Regions from separate parts of the Sparus aurata genome. Here region 1 is linked to region 2. Evidence: chromatin contacts called from public Hi-C data. All regions are on one chromosome and are shown on one strand. Each heading gives the region's core, a stretch centred on a gene start, on an enhancer-like site or on the middle of the called end of the contact. The rest is flanking DNA. Distances are from core to core; before and after follow the strand shown. Region 1 holds the start of lrrfip1a (leucine rich repeat (in FLII) interacting protein 1a). Region 2 holds the start of stk17b (serine/threonine kinase 17b (apoptosis-inducing)).

Evidence for each region. Hi-C and Micro-C count contacts between places; a contact is called where the count stands out from the background.
Region 1: a contact with region 2 is called in a Hi-C map of an unstated tissue, with 2.0 times the contacts expected there. The contact joins the promoter of lrrfip1a here to the promoter of stk17b in region 2. A contact is called at or near these places in 2 of 2 Hi-C or Micro-C datasets (skeletal muscle and an unstated tissue).

The regions. Positions count from the first base shown.
Region 1 is chr9:31,840,131-31,846,395 of fSpaAur1.1, forward strand. It overlaps lrrfip1a (leucine rich repeat (in FLII) interacting protein 1a), which reads right to left and starts at 3,245. Exons shown (of 29, transcript XM_030427852.1): 1 at 2,668-3,245. The coding sequence starts at 2,757.
Region 2 is chr9:31,698,807-31,705,946 of fSpaAur1.1, forward strand. stk17b (serine/threonine kinase 17b (apoptosis-inducing)) reads right to left here and starts at 3,946. Exons shown (of 7, transcript XM_030427928.1): 1 at 3,332-3,946. The coding sequence starts at 3,453. It overlaps hecw2a (HECT, C2 and WW domain containing E3 ubiquitin protein ligase 2a), which reads right to left. Exons shown (of 30, transcript XM_030427857.1): 30 at 5,129-7,140.

The sequences.
Region 1 (6,265 bases), core at 1,995-4,494, 140 kb after region 2:
TCACTACCACAAGTGGCAGATCAGTCAGTCATCAGAGAATCTCCTGCTTAGATACAGTGTATCTGCTGCTGCGAACATAAGCTCTGACAAACTGCAGGAACATTGCTGCCACCGCAAATAGACTACAACAAGACTTCCAGCTACAGGAATGTGCAACCTCAGATACATTACTGCAGAGTCAATAGTCAGCTAAGCAGTTAAGAGAAGATAACATTCAAACAGTCAAACCTCTGCAGGCCTGACATTGGTACCAAGGCTATTCACAGCTAGCGTGATGACAATGGGGTGTGTGTTTGTCAGTTAACGGTGACATGCAAATTTGCTGAAACATCCGGGTTGGGTTAGCACAGACCCGACTTCCTCTCAACTGCAACTGCCCCAAATCATCATCATACTTTGGCGACGACGTTCAGGATTTCATGCTCAACACCTCACTGAGGGAAAGACTCAAGACTACGATCCACAGTGATTAACTTGGAAATGTATTTTAGGCAACATTTAACGTTCATTCTTTGGTATTTCCACAAAAATACAGATAACATCCTCACAGAAGGATCCCAAACCTTTCTTCAGAACAATAAATATCTGGCTTTTCTTTGTGTTTCCTCCATTGTTGCCATTTTCCTTTGATGTTACCTTCAAATATTGATTTTCAGCCTGTGTTTCACACCTCAAAGGCACAAGTGCAGACAAAGCGTGAGGGGTATCCGCTTCAAACAGCGCGACTTAAGTCCTGACGACACAGTGGGCATTATTCCTGCCATAAAACATTCATTTATCCCACACTAGACTCATCATCATAAAAGAGATTAGGAGCTTTAAACAGTGTGGACCTGTCACAACATGACTTCAGCATCTGTAAGAAACAACTACGTGTGACTGCTGCCAGCTCCAGTCTTGCATTATTGAGGGGGAGCCCAACAATCCCTGCAGGTTAGTACATGAAGGCTTATTCTTTGGTACTGTAGGCCATTTTGATAAGCTGGCGGTTACAGAAAGGACTGTTACCATGACTAGTTTGCCTGGGCATGTACTGTCCCAGAAATAATTTACACTCTGAAACTGTTGTCATTTTAAGACAATTTTATGCCACTAATAAAATAATAATATAACAGCGCACCACTCCAGTCACACGCTTCCATAGAGTCAACGTTTAATTCACAATGGATTCGGAATGTGAAAGAAATGTTCGATTAAATCAAAATTAAATCAAATCCCACAACCAAAACAATAAATCAAATGGACTCTTGAGCTCTGTTGACAAAAATCCAACTTCAATAAAAATTCAATATTGTTAAAGAGGATATGTAATATACTGCCAACCTAGGCCTACATGCAGATTATAATTACAAGAATCCAAAAAGTGCAAACTTACAAACAGTAGCGTTAAGACAACTTTGTCATACTGTTTTATTAGACTGACCAGTTTATCAAGAATGACATGGTAGGGCACGTACAATATATCAGCCAATGGTGGCCCTGTGTTGGATGACTTGGATACAGGATATTGTCCAGCTGAGTCATCACACTGAGAGGACAAACATCCCTGCAGTAAAAGTTATTGTCTTCATACAATTTATAACCTATCAATGTAATTGTCCAAACAGGTGTTGGACTGAAAGGACTGATTTACCAACTGTTCTTTAGGGCTGGGCAATACATACATATGCCATTGTTATCATGATATGAGACTATACATCGTCCTAGAATATGGGCATCGTGATATCGTTACATGTGACGTCTTTTTCTGGTTTTTAAGGCTGCATCACATTAAATTGATGCTCTTGCCAGCGTGTTATATCCACGTTACTGATGATTATTAATCAAGAATTACCAGAATACTATATGGTCACAGTATTGATATTGAGGTATTTGGTCAAAAATAACATGATATTTGATTATGTTGCCCACCCTAACCCATTTATAAATTGTTAGACTGTTAAATATTCTGCCTCTGTAAGAAATTTTCCAAAAAGTGCGTATGGTCACAGTATTGATATTGAGGTATTTGGTCAAAAATAACATGATATTTGATTATGTTGCCCACCCTAACCCATTTATAAATTGTTAGACTGTTAAATATTCTGCCTCTGTAAGAAATTTTCCAAAAAGTGCGTGTATATTGGCCCATATATCGACATCAGATCAATAATATCGGTACTGATCCCAAATCTGCATATCGGTCAGGCTCTAAATATTGCTTTGAGCCATTTTGCCACAATTGTTACATGTGTAACATCATTTTTATTCTCTACTGACATAAAAACTGCACCAATTGTTGCCTGGAAGGTAGAAAATCGATTTAAAAATGTCAGATACTGTTTTGAAAATGAACACCAGTGACTGTGATGTGATTTCTTATCTCAGGGAGTCTCACAAAAGTTTGTACACTTAAAAGGAAGTGATAAGATGTTGTTTATTTGGCTGAAGTGTTGAACTGTTTCTGTCTGTGTACTTCTTTTTCTCCATTCGGGTGTGAAATTCTGGATGAATTATACATTTTGACGTGAGTTTTGACAAAACTGGTTGATGTGTATCAGTAAATGTTAGCTTCTTTAGCAACACATCTGTCAGTTTGTAGGTTCTGGGGGGTTATATCGGCTGAAGATGAAGTTTCTGGAGGTAAAGAAATGGTTTTATTTGACGTTTAACAGACACTCCACTCACCTCTCTCGCTATGAGATTGAGGGCATCGTCCTCCGCCGTCGACCTCTCCTTCTTGGTGGACCTTTTCCGTCCGGTGCCCTGAGTCCCCATGTTTCCTCTTCACTGCAGATAAAGTCACTTGCGGTCCGACGGCAGCGCACACAGTCAATAATCCAGACGGAGCGGTTCGGCAGCTAGTTAGCGACTCTCATGTGTCGGTGAGATGTTTAAAGTGAAAGACGGGGGGATGAAATGAAGCGGGGGCTCATTGTCTCCGCTCCGCTGTCACCATGCCTCCTTCTCCTTCCTGTCTGTCTCTAACGACGCTCGCGACGGAGCCGTTGGTGGCTGTCGGCTCCTGCCCCCACGTGCGCTTCTGATGCGTTTACGGTCCGGGACCGTTGACTCACTACTACAGCTTCAGTCTGTGCGTTTAAATTAAACAAACACACGATATTTAAAGATTTAACGTGAATTGAACCGAGAGGATCGTTATTAACGTGTGTTTTGTGTTCAGCTAGCGGCGGTTAAACTCCAGCAGCAGACGGACTCACAACAGCAGACCTGTCACTCACTGACGCTCACTAACTTCAGACTGTGCTCCTTCAAGACGCATTCACGGGATGTCGGAAATGTGGGTTACACCAGAAACTCATATCATTAATGGTGCATTATGTATTTTTGTGGAATAAAACTCTTTTTTTTCACGACTGAATAAACTGAATAATAAAAGACCTTGAAGGACAACAGAATTTCATACTGTTTTAATTTGTTTAGATTTGGAGGACCCTGCCACCTTTCTAGCTTTAAACACTGTTCTCTGGACCTTATTTCCTCTGAGAAAATAGCTTTTTGATTTACTTATGGAAAAAATAAATATATCTGAGTTTGGATTATTACCTCATTAATATTGTAAATATTAAAATTCTGAGTTTGAATTTCTTCTCCAAAACTACGTAGTGCCCCTACGAGCCTTCTTTTAATAAGATTAAACTAGAAGTCAACCAAAATAAAACGTGACAAATAGCTATAAAGTAAAAAAAAAAGTTTAGCGAACTGAACAAAAGAAAATGCAGATTTGATACAGAAATCTAAAGGTGGTAAGTTTTTGTCTTCCCCTTTAATATTGTTATTGAATATCAAAATGATTTTAAGGGTAACTAAGAATGGACAAATAAAACAAAATCATTTCTGGAAGAAGTAGACGGTCCACTAAAGTATATAGAGATGCGGCTACCCAGATATTAATTTACCTATATATCTGTCTGTTGTACACTTGGACCCCACCTGAACACCTCGGATGTCCGATGACAAAGTACAAATACCACATTGTGGAAATATTTGATGTAAAAGTCCAGCGTTGAAAATTTATAAAGTATATATATATATATATATATATATATATAGTCAGGAAAATGTGTTTTCAGTATTAAGAATAAAGGTAAATCAATCAGTCAGTCAGTCAGTCAGTCATATTCCTTTATTGTCCCACAAACGGGGACATGTTTTGCCACAGGACAGAATATTACCAAAAACAAACAAACAATGACAATAGCAAAAAATAAACAATATAATTAAGATTAAAAAGGTAAAATTACTTAATGTTGAAAATGTTCTCTGTCCACTATACATTACATTATTATTACTCATGTATAAATGAATAAGCAGGATTCTACTCTCTTACAGTAGTTGGTTGATTAATGTGAAGCTAGTTATAATTTTTATTAGCCTATGGATTTATCTTCTGAATAAGTTCTCCATTAATTAATTGATGGATTGTTAGGTTAGTAAAAATTCCGACAATATTGAAATATGCTGTCACAATAGCCCTGATAACAAAGTGACACTTTCATAATGGTCAACTCTTCACACTGAGAAGCAGGAACCAGGAAATGTGTTTGCATGAAATATGACAAATGATTATCAAATGAGTTACCAATTAATTCTAATTCTCTCAATTGATCAATAAACTAATGTACTAGAGGTATGAAGTTGTATGAGAAGAAATATTAAAGGGAAGTAGCCTGCAAGTATTTCAAATTGAATACAGTACTTGATTAAATGAATCAAAATAAATAAATGTTGCCAATTTCTTAAACATCACTGCATCTATCCTCCTAAACAAAGTTTTCCTATGACATTATTTAGAGTCTGGAGTTTACGCAGAGTCCCTGAACGCAGCACCAACCTCTGTCTGAGGACTCCATACATGTTCAGTGTTGAGCTGCAGTCAGAAACCACAGCTCCTGCTCAGGCTATCGCACTCTCTCACACCCCTCTGCTATTTTTAATGATGACCAGCCAGCTCTAAAAACAGTCTGGACTTTCTTAAAGAGATAGACAAGAGCTCAGTTTGAATGAGCACAATGTAGATCGCATTATCTCGGTGTAGCGGTCCGGATAATTGACGGTGACCTCACTTGATCCTTTTTATAAGTTGCGGCATCACTGTTGAATCATTCGTGACGACAATGATGTATAAAACTTTTTCCTGTGCTATTTTAATATCCTCCATCTAAATGCCATGCTGTTGTTGCTGTGAAAAGGGATTTGATACACACGCAGTTTAATTAAAGGAGCTCTATGTAAGAAATTTACTTTCAAACATTCAAAACTGTCAGTTTATAACACTGTCAGGAACCTTACTGACATATTTGACGTATTTGCTAATTTAGATCTTTGTTGAAAAAATATCTCTGGGAGGAAATATGCGTTAATGTATTTGGACTGTGTTTCAAGGTGGACAATTCTTACATATAGTATCTTCAAAATGTATTGTGTTTTATTGTCTTATTCATTTATTTGCAGGAATAAAAGGCTGATGGTGCAGAGGTGCTGCACTCGCAAACTGAGGCATAAGATAAATACAATCAAGAAAAATATCAAGTATTTTAATTACATGTATTTTCCATCTAATTCTTCTATATAGGTTCAATGCAAAGTTTTACTATCATGTCGAGTCAAAGTGTATAAATGAAATTACTAGACCGAATAATTTGAAACACATTATGTTTATGTTTCTCTACTACGTTTTTATTAAGTTTGTGTTGATTTAATTCAACCAGAATAAGTTATTTAATGTATTCACATTGATTCAACATGATAGAAACATTTCTGAAACATTCCCCTATATATTCTCATTTTTATATATCTGATTAATTTCAGTGTGGTTTGTAATTTCAAAAGTTTGGATTACATATGTTGAACATGGCTCGTATAGCTGTTATACACAGTCATATTCTGAAATTATATAGTTTGTATTGTTTAATGTTTTCATTTTGTGTTTGTCGAGTTAATTGGGCTTGATGTGGTTTTCTGCATGTGGCTTGTCAACATTGAAATGTTTGATATATACAATGCTGCCCTCCTGTGTTGAAGCAGCGTCATGGCAGGAGACACACGGGGAGAAAACATTATGCAGAATCGCTGTGTGGTTTTCTGTTTAAAGAAAGAGGATGTGTCTGTGTCTCATGTCTAATGACATACATGACTCTCCTTCTCTGAGAGAATATGTGTTGATACAGGAAATTCACATTAAAAGTCTGCTAGTAACGATAATGATGATTATACATTTGATAATAACTTCTTTTTTTACTATCAAGCCCTTGAACTGACTGTC
Region 2 (7,140 bases), core at 2,696-5,195:
CACCGCAAACCAACAGCGTATCAGGTTGTTATGACAACAGCTTCACCCAACAAGCCAGTGGACACACCGGCATTTATTTTGAGCTGTTTCTCACGTCCAGTATTTACCTTCCATTAGCCGTGGTTCAGTCGACACCAAAACTCTCTGACTCATTAGCTTCCTGGATGCTATGCTAACGAGCGTGTCACCAACTTTGTCGGACATTGGGAGCCTGGCAGGAAACATACAGCTGTTTTATTAGAGCAGTTTTGCTGTAAACAATAAAAAGTCTGACTGATACTTGATTTTATGGGTCATAAAAACTTTGAGATATGCACACTCAGAATGAGTGAGTAATACTGGGATATTCTAATATTTCAATTGATTATTGTGCTGTGACATATCCAAATTGTTATTGTGTGTTTTGTCAATATTTTTGGTCCCAAAAATAATGTAACACATTTCATTTGATTCATTTTTAATGCATATCCCAACACCCCTAACTAATTTTGAGACGTGTATATCAGCAGATATACAGACATTTTCTTGCAGTGATCCCTCTCATGTAGTTATCAAACACTCGCAACACAAACATGTAACTGAGGTTGAATATTTTACAGTTTAAGAATAAACTTTATTGTTCGAAATTAAATCAGTGCACTGAAACATTAAACTCAACTCAGAATTTAATGATTATAAATCATCCCAAGCTTATTTTGCTGCATTATAATCTAATATCGCTGCATGTTGGACAATAATTACAGATACCGATAAATCTGTGAAAGGAAAACTAATATATTAGGCGAGCTGTAATAAACAGCCGCCAACATTAAATTTGTGGCCTGTAAATCTAAAACAATGAGCTAAAACAAGAACTTCAGAGTTGGTTGGCGCTTTGACCTACTCTTCTCATAATATGCACTCATTTAATTTGATGGTAATAAAGAAAATACTGATTAATGTTTAACCAAGTCCACATAAAACTGATTAATCGATTCTAAATCTAACTGATAGTTGCAGTTTGACGTGAGAAATAGGGCGACACGATGACACGGAATGTTCCACAGCTAAAGGTCATTTTTATTGACCTCATTAATATGAATTCCTTCAAAGGAAAATGTAGCTAACTAGAACAAGAACGTACATTATCATCTCCTTGAAATTATTGCACATGTTAACTTCCCTTTTTTTTGTCAAATCACACAGAAATACGCGAAACAGAAGCGGCTTGTGCCATTTCTTCTTTCTACAGTCTGGTTTCCACATGTACTCGTTTCATTCTTCCTGTTTTGACATCCGAATTACACAGCGCACGCCGCATGACACATCACTTCAAACACACCTCAGAGTTCTTAGGATATGACCATCCACCATCAGCTGTTGCCATGGTGCCCACACACACACACACACATACACACACACACTGCCAAACACATGACAAAGGTCTACTGTAGCGCGATGAAGTCAGGTCTCCTGGCACGGCGAGGCTCGTGTGTGAACAGTGGTTGAAGCTTACGGTCCAGAGTCCACACGCCAAGTTAACGTTAGTGTATTGAATTATTTGACTGTGTGCTCTCCAAGTAAACATTACAGACAAAACAAACTTGAGGTTACATTGTATGAAAACTGGTTAGTTTAAAAAGTGTTTCTACGGTCAATGTGATATGTGGTTATTGCATTTGTCCCCTCATGTCTTTTGTTGTCTAAAACTGTAGTGACGCAGTGCTGGCACGAGTATCATCTTTATACAACAGGGCTGCAACTCACGATTATATTCATTGTCTGTTTGTTTCCTAAAGTTAAAAATAAATAAAACTCAAACTGTAAAAACTAATTACTGTCAAATAGGAGGAAGAAAAAGGAAAATATTCACATTTGAGGAGCTGAATTCAGACGATTTTGACTTGCTTCCTTGAGAAAACAAGTCAAAATCGATTAATCAGTAATGAAAATAGCTGCTGATTAGTTTAAAAGCTGACAACTAATCAAATAAGTGTTGCAGCCTTCTTAGAGCTGCTTAGATAAAGGACATGTCATTGCCATAAAAGGAAATTTTTTCAGGTTCCCTTCAAATGTTTGTGATAATGTGATATGTGGTTTCTGTGTTATTCCTCTCATCTGATGATGTCTGAATCGGTAGTCACACTTTGGTAAACATCACGCTGTACTCTGTGGTTCTGGCACAAGTTTCAAACACATTAAGTCGTGATCCAAACAATGATAAGATCCTCGATTAATCGATTGGCTGTTTGGTCTATAAAATGTCAGAAAATTGTGAAAAATGACGTCCTGCCATGTCTTGTTTTATCCACAACTCAAAGATGACAGAAAATAAACAAAAAATATTCACATTAAGAAGCTGGAATCAGAGAATTTTAGCTTTTTTCTTGATCAAAATAGTTGTTGATTGTTTTATAGCTGACAATTAATCGAACGTTGTAAGCAAACTGAGGAACGAGGAAGAGCAATATCCATGCAAAACAACCTCTACAGCATGTGTTGGTTTAACACTCTGTACATGTTTATCTGAAACTACTTATGCCAGATATAATTTGACAAACAGCTCCATCACTCATCAATTATTTATCAACAAAATGATTCAAGGAGTCATTTAAACTTTGCAAAATTACAGAAAAGCAGCGACACAATCCGTGTCACTGTGTGAACAACGAAATACTGTGGTTTCCTAAAAAGGTTTTTAAAGTTTATTACTCAATATATTGCATTTTGAAAGTAACTTGCTCAACACTGTCTGACAACATACACAGATACCCATATATATCTGTGAATACTAGTATGTCGTCATAATTATATATAGTTGTAAGAAAATCCCCCAACACACAAGTTAGTCATGTCCAATGTTGTCTAAACCCGTAGTGACAATGTGGGCTGGTAAAAGTATCATACATATATACAGAATATGAGTTTAAAGTTCACTACAGGGTGCAAAAATTACCCAAATGCGTGGTGAATATTCAAATATCACCCTTGTTTCCACTTGGCTGGTTGCTGGTGCTAATCCAGCGCCCTGATATCAGAGAGCTGACTGTGATAACAAATGGAAATGTCTGACACACACTCAGGCTGCATTATTAAACTTTTCCTGCACTGTCAGTCAACAGTTTCCACGCTGATGCAGTATTTCATAGTGGGATTATGATCTAATAAAGGAGATATGTTTGTAATGCAGTTAATCCTGTTAATGCCAGTTTGACTTCTAATCAACAATCCAGATACTTTTGGCAGAGATCACAGTGAAATGAGTCTTTAACTGAACTTTTAAGGCTTCTCGCAGACAGAGAGGAGACTGTGTGAACTTCTCTGAGAGTTTTCAGGGGAACATTTCACTCACCTGCCGAGCTCCCCGGTGATTTCATACACACTCTCCACGGGCTCCGTGCTGATCGGGGTCTGGATTTCGCTGAGCAGCCCCGCGGACAGACCGCTGCGACTGTCCAGCCGTCTCCGAGACATGGTCCTCTCTTTCAGGCTTCAGTCCTGCTGCCAGCTGGATACCGACCGACCGACCGACCGCGCTGAACGCTACCGAACCGAGAGATGCACGACCACACTAAAGCTACGAGTCTAGCTAACGTTAACACCAGCGGCTGCACTACAGTTACATGTTAAGTGTTAGCTCCGCCGGCTGCCCATGCTAACGCTCCGTACGGACTCCGGCTAGCTCAACCGCCGCTAACTAAGTTAGCTCAACGGTCAATGTCGCGGCTTCAAAAAGTGAATTAAACCGACTTTCCTCAACTCAACTGAAGAGAAGCAGTCCGTGTTTAAAATCTAACCCTACAGGTGACGCTAGCGGGTTAACTATCCAGACGAGCGAGCGTTAAATATCCTAATAAGTCGATCCGGAGAGTTTTCGATCATCTTTACATCCTCTCTGTTTGACACTTTCTCGACACGTCACTGCCCGGCGCATGCGCACTGCGGCTGTGTTTGAATAGAAGGAGGTCGCAGTTATTTGAAGGGAGAGTGAAGTTTGTACAGGTGAGTCACCTGGAGGCTCAGTGTGACAGCAGGAAAACACCTGGAGGAGCTGTTTACACCGACAACAGACTGAGGGAAGACTTTCATCAGCTGGTTTATAAATATAACTCCACCCCTCCACCCCACATCTGGAGTACCACATCTGTCAAGTTTAAATTGTTTATCTTTATTGATTATCTTTATGTGATTGTGATTTTGTTGAGAAAAAATGAAAACTTATGTACTATAAGAGAAAAAAATCTGATAGTGAGATAAAAAGGTATGAAAGTAAGGTAATACATAGTAAATAAAAAGTCAAAGCGATAAAAAAAAGTCATAATAATGACATACAAAGCCAAAATTATGAGGGAGAAAGTCAAAGTTATCAAAAAAGGAATCATTTTGTAGATAGAAAGTAGATATTATGAGATAAAATGATTACATGGTTAAAAAAAGTGTTAAGTACGACAACAAAGTCATGATTATGAGGTAAAAAGTCAAAATAATGAGCGAAAAATTATAATTATGAGAGAAAAAGTTGAAATTATAACATAGAAATTCAAAATTATGTGATAAAAGTCATAATTATTTGAAAAAAGTAATCAATATGGGACAGATACTCAAAAATATATATTAAAAAAAGGTAATTATCAGAAAAAATGCAGAAAATTACGAGATAAAAAGGAAAATTATAAGTAAGAAAGTGAAAATTATTAGATAAATATGATTATGTTTATCTCATACTTACGTGTCCCCTTACTTCCTATCTTGACATTGTAATCATATTTTTTGACATCACTTACTATGTTGTAATCATTGTTTAGTATGTTTAATATATTTACATTTATGTAATTCTTTTGTCTGCTGTGCACAGCTACATTTTGTTTATCATGTGGACGGCCTGGAAGCCTCAGTATAACGTGTACAAGTCATTTATTAGGGATAATTATAAAATTTGATTATTTTAAGTATATTTTCCCATATTATCTTTAAAATTTGTATTATTCAGAGACCTTTTATCATATTTTCTTTCCATTTTTCCCCATTTGCCTGGAAAAGGTTAACAATGTGTCTTAATGAACTGTGATTTATAATAAACTATAAAGATGACACATTTTGATATTTACTCATACGACCGGTACAGAAGATAAATAAGGCTCACGTGTCGTTAATCTCAAATTTTCCATTTGTTCTCTTTTATTACAATCATCGGGGTGAAATGGAGACACACATACAGGAGCTTTGCATAGAGTGGAATTCTGAAAACCGGAGCCGGGTCCTGTCAGAAAATGTAGGAGGAAAGACGAGAGGTGCGACTGTCTTCATCTGGATGTGAAGCGAGTAATCAATCTTACCAGTGCTCTGCAGCAGAAAAGCCTCGATATATGAAAAACTGACCGAGTGAGTGTTAACCCTAACGTGAAGCATTGTCGTTGTTGTTGTTGTTGTTGTTGCCCATGCCACGAAAATCTGCCCGTCAAGCAAACATGAGGTGATGTTCTGGAGTGGGATGTGTTTTGTTAGACTGAAATAGAGAGAGCAGGCCTAATGGTTGACTTTGCAAGCCCCAAACCTTTGGTACATTCGGTGCAAAATATATATTTATACACACAACAGGACAGACATACGTATACATTTATATACAAAGAGACAAACAGGACCTCACACATGGTACACGTACATGTGCTCTCACGTTTCACAAAATCAAAACAGCCCTATTGATTCACCACTGACTCATGAGCAATGAACCATAACCATCGACCTATTACTAAGATAGGCAGACACGCACATGTGAAAGGAACAACGTTTTTTTTTTGAAACATGCTGCCGAGATACTCGCCGTTACACTGTCATAGAGAAAACAAACTACTGCATTCACACCGTGTCCGTTCCCAGAGCTAAAACTAAGTGGCTAGAGCACCTATTCCCTACACCCTGTTCCCATGAGCTTCACACTCAAGGTATGACAGTGCCAGGTAAGCATAAGGCCGCATGCCTCAAGTGACACAACTTAACCAGCTCCCTCACCCCTTTTTTCTCAATGGATAGCGATATCCCCATGCAAAAAAAGCTAGTAAGGACAGTGTGTTGCACTATTTCAGCATGCAATATCGAGCTATAACACAACGCCATCTAGGGGTCTCTGCCCGCGGCACGGCTCACAGAGCTGACCGGGAAGATCCCGCATGCAGTATTGGACTGGGAGGGGGGGGCTGGGATACGGAAGTCTGCCTCCACATGTTGATCACATGTGGGGCTCTCTAGCTCTATTCCAGCCCCTGTGGTCTAGCTCCAACAGGACTCTGTACAGTAGGTGTAATCTTGCATGCACCCCATAGAAAACGAGTAGTATGTCTGTGTGTTTGCCTGTGTGTGTGTGTGTATGTGTGTGTCTGTGTGTGTGTGTGTGTTTGTGTGTGATCAGGGTTTTGGGTCGTGCACTTAAGAGTTAATGTTTTTTAATCACATGCTTTCAAGACAAAACTATTGTCCTGCATGGACGTGTACGCCAAAAAGTTCTAAAGTACGATATCCAGACAGCCCTACAGCCCGGTGCTGCTTCCTGATCATCATCATCATCATCATCATCATCATCACACCTCCTCAGGTCATTCATGAAAAGGAGACACTCACAGCTTCTTTGCCTTCAGCACACCTTACTGCCCCCTTGTGGTGATATCTAGTTTTGGGAAATTTAAAAGAGAAGTTCACCCAAAAAATTGAAAGTTCACTCGTCATCTCCTCCTCACCCTCGTGATGATGGGGTGACGTTTCGTAGACCACGAAACATTTCTGGAGCTTCACAGCAATAACAGCATCTCAACATTGAACTGCAAAGGAAGAAGGAAGCTCTGTCTGTCTGTCTGTTCTACACATATCTGCAGAAACGTTTATCTGATCTACTTCACACTTGCCAGGGTTGTTGCTAAGAGCCCAAGGAAGCTTCGAATTGGTGCAATTTGGAAACACATACTTACATAAAGAGCGAAAAGCAGATGGGACGTGGCTTCAGCACTCTACAGACTACTAAAGGACTTTTGAAATCCTACATTTTTGAAATTGTTTTTTGTTTTTTGGTTTCACGCATGAACTCCACAGATTTTAAACATGGTAGCTGATGGTTGCGTGAGACGTGACCTCATTTACTTTAATAAGAAGTGAGAAAAAAAAACAAAAGCA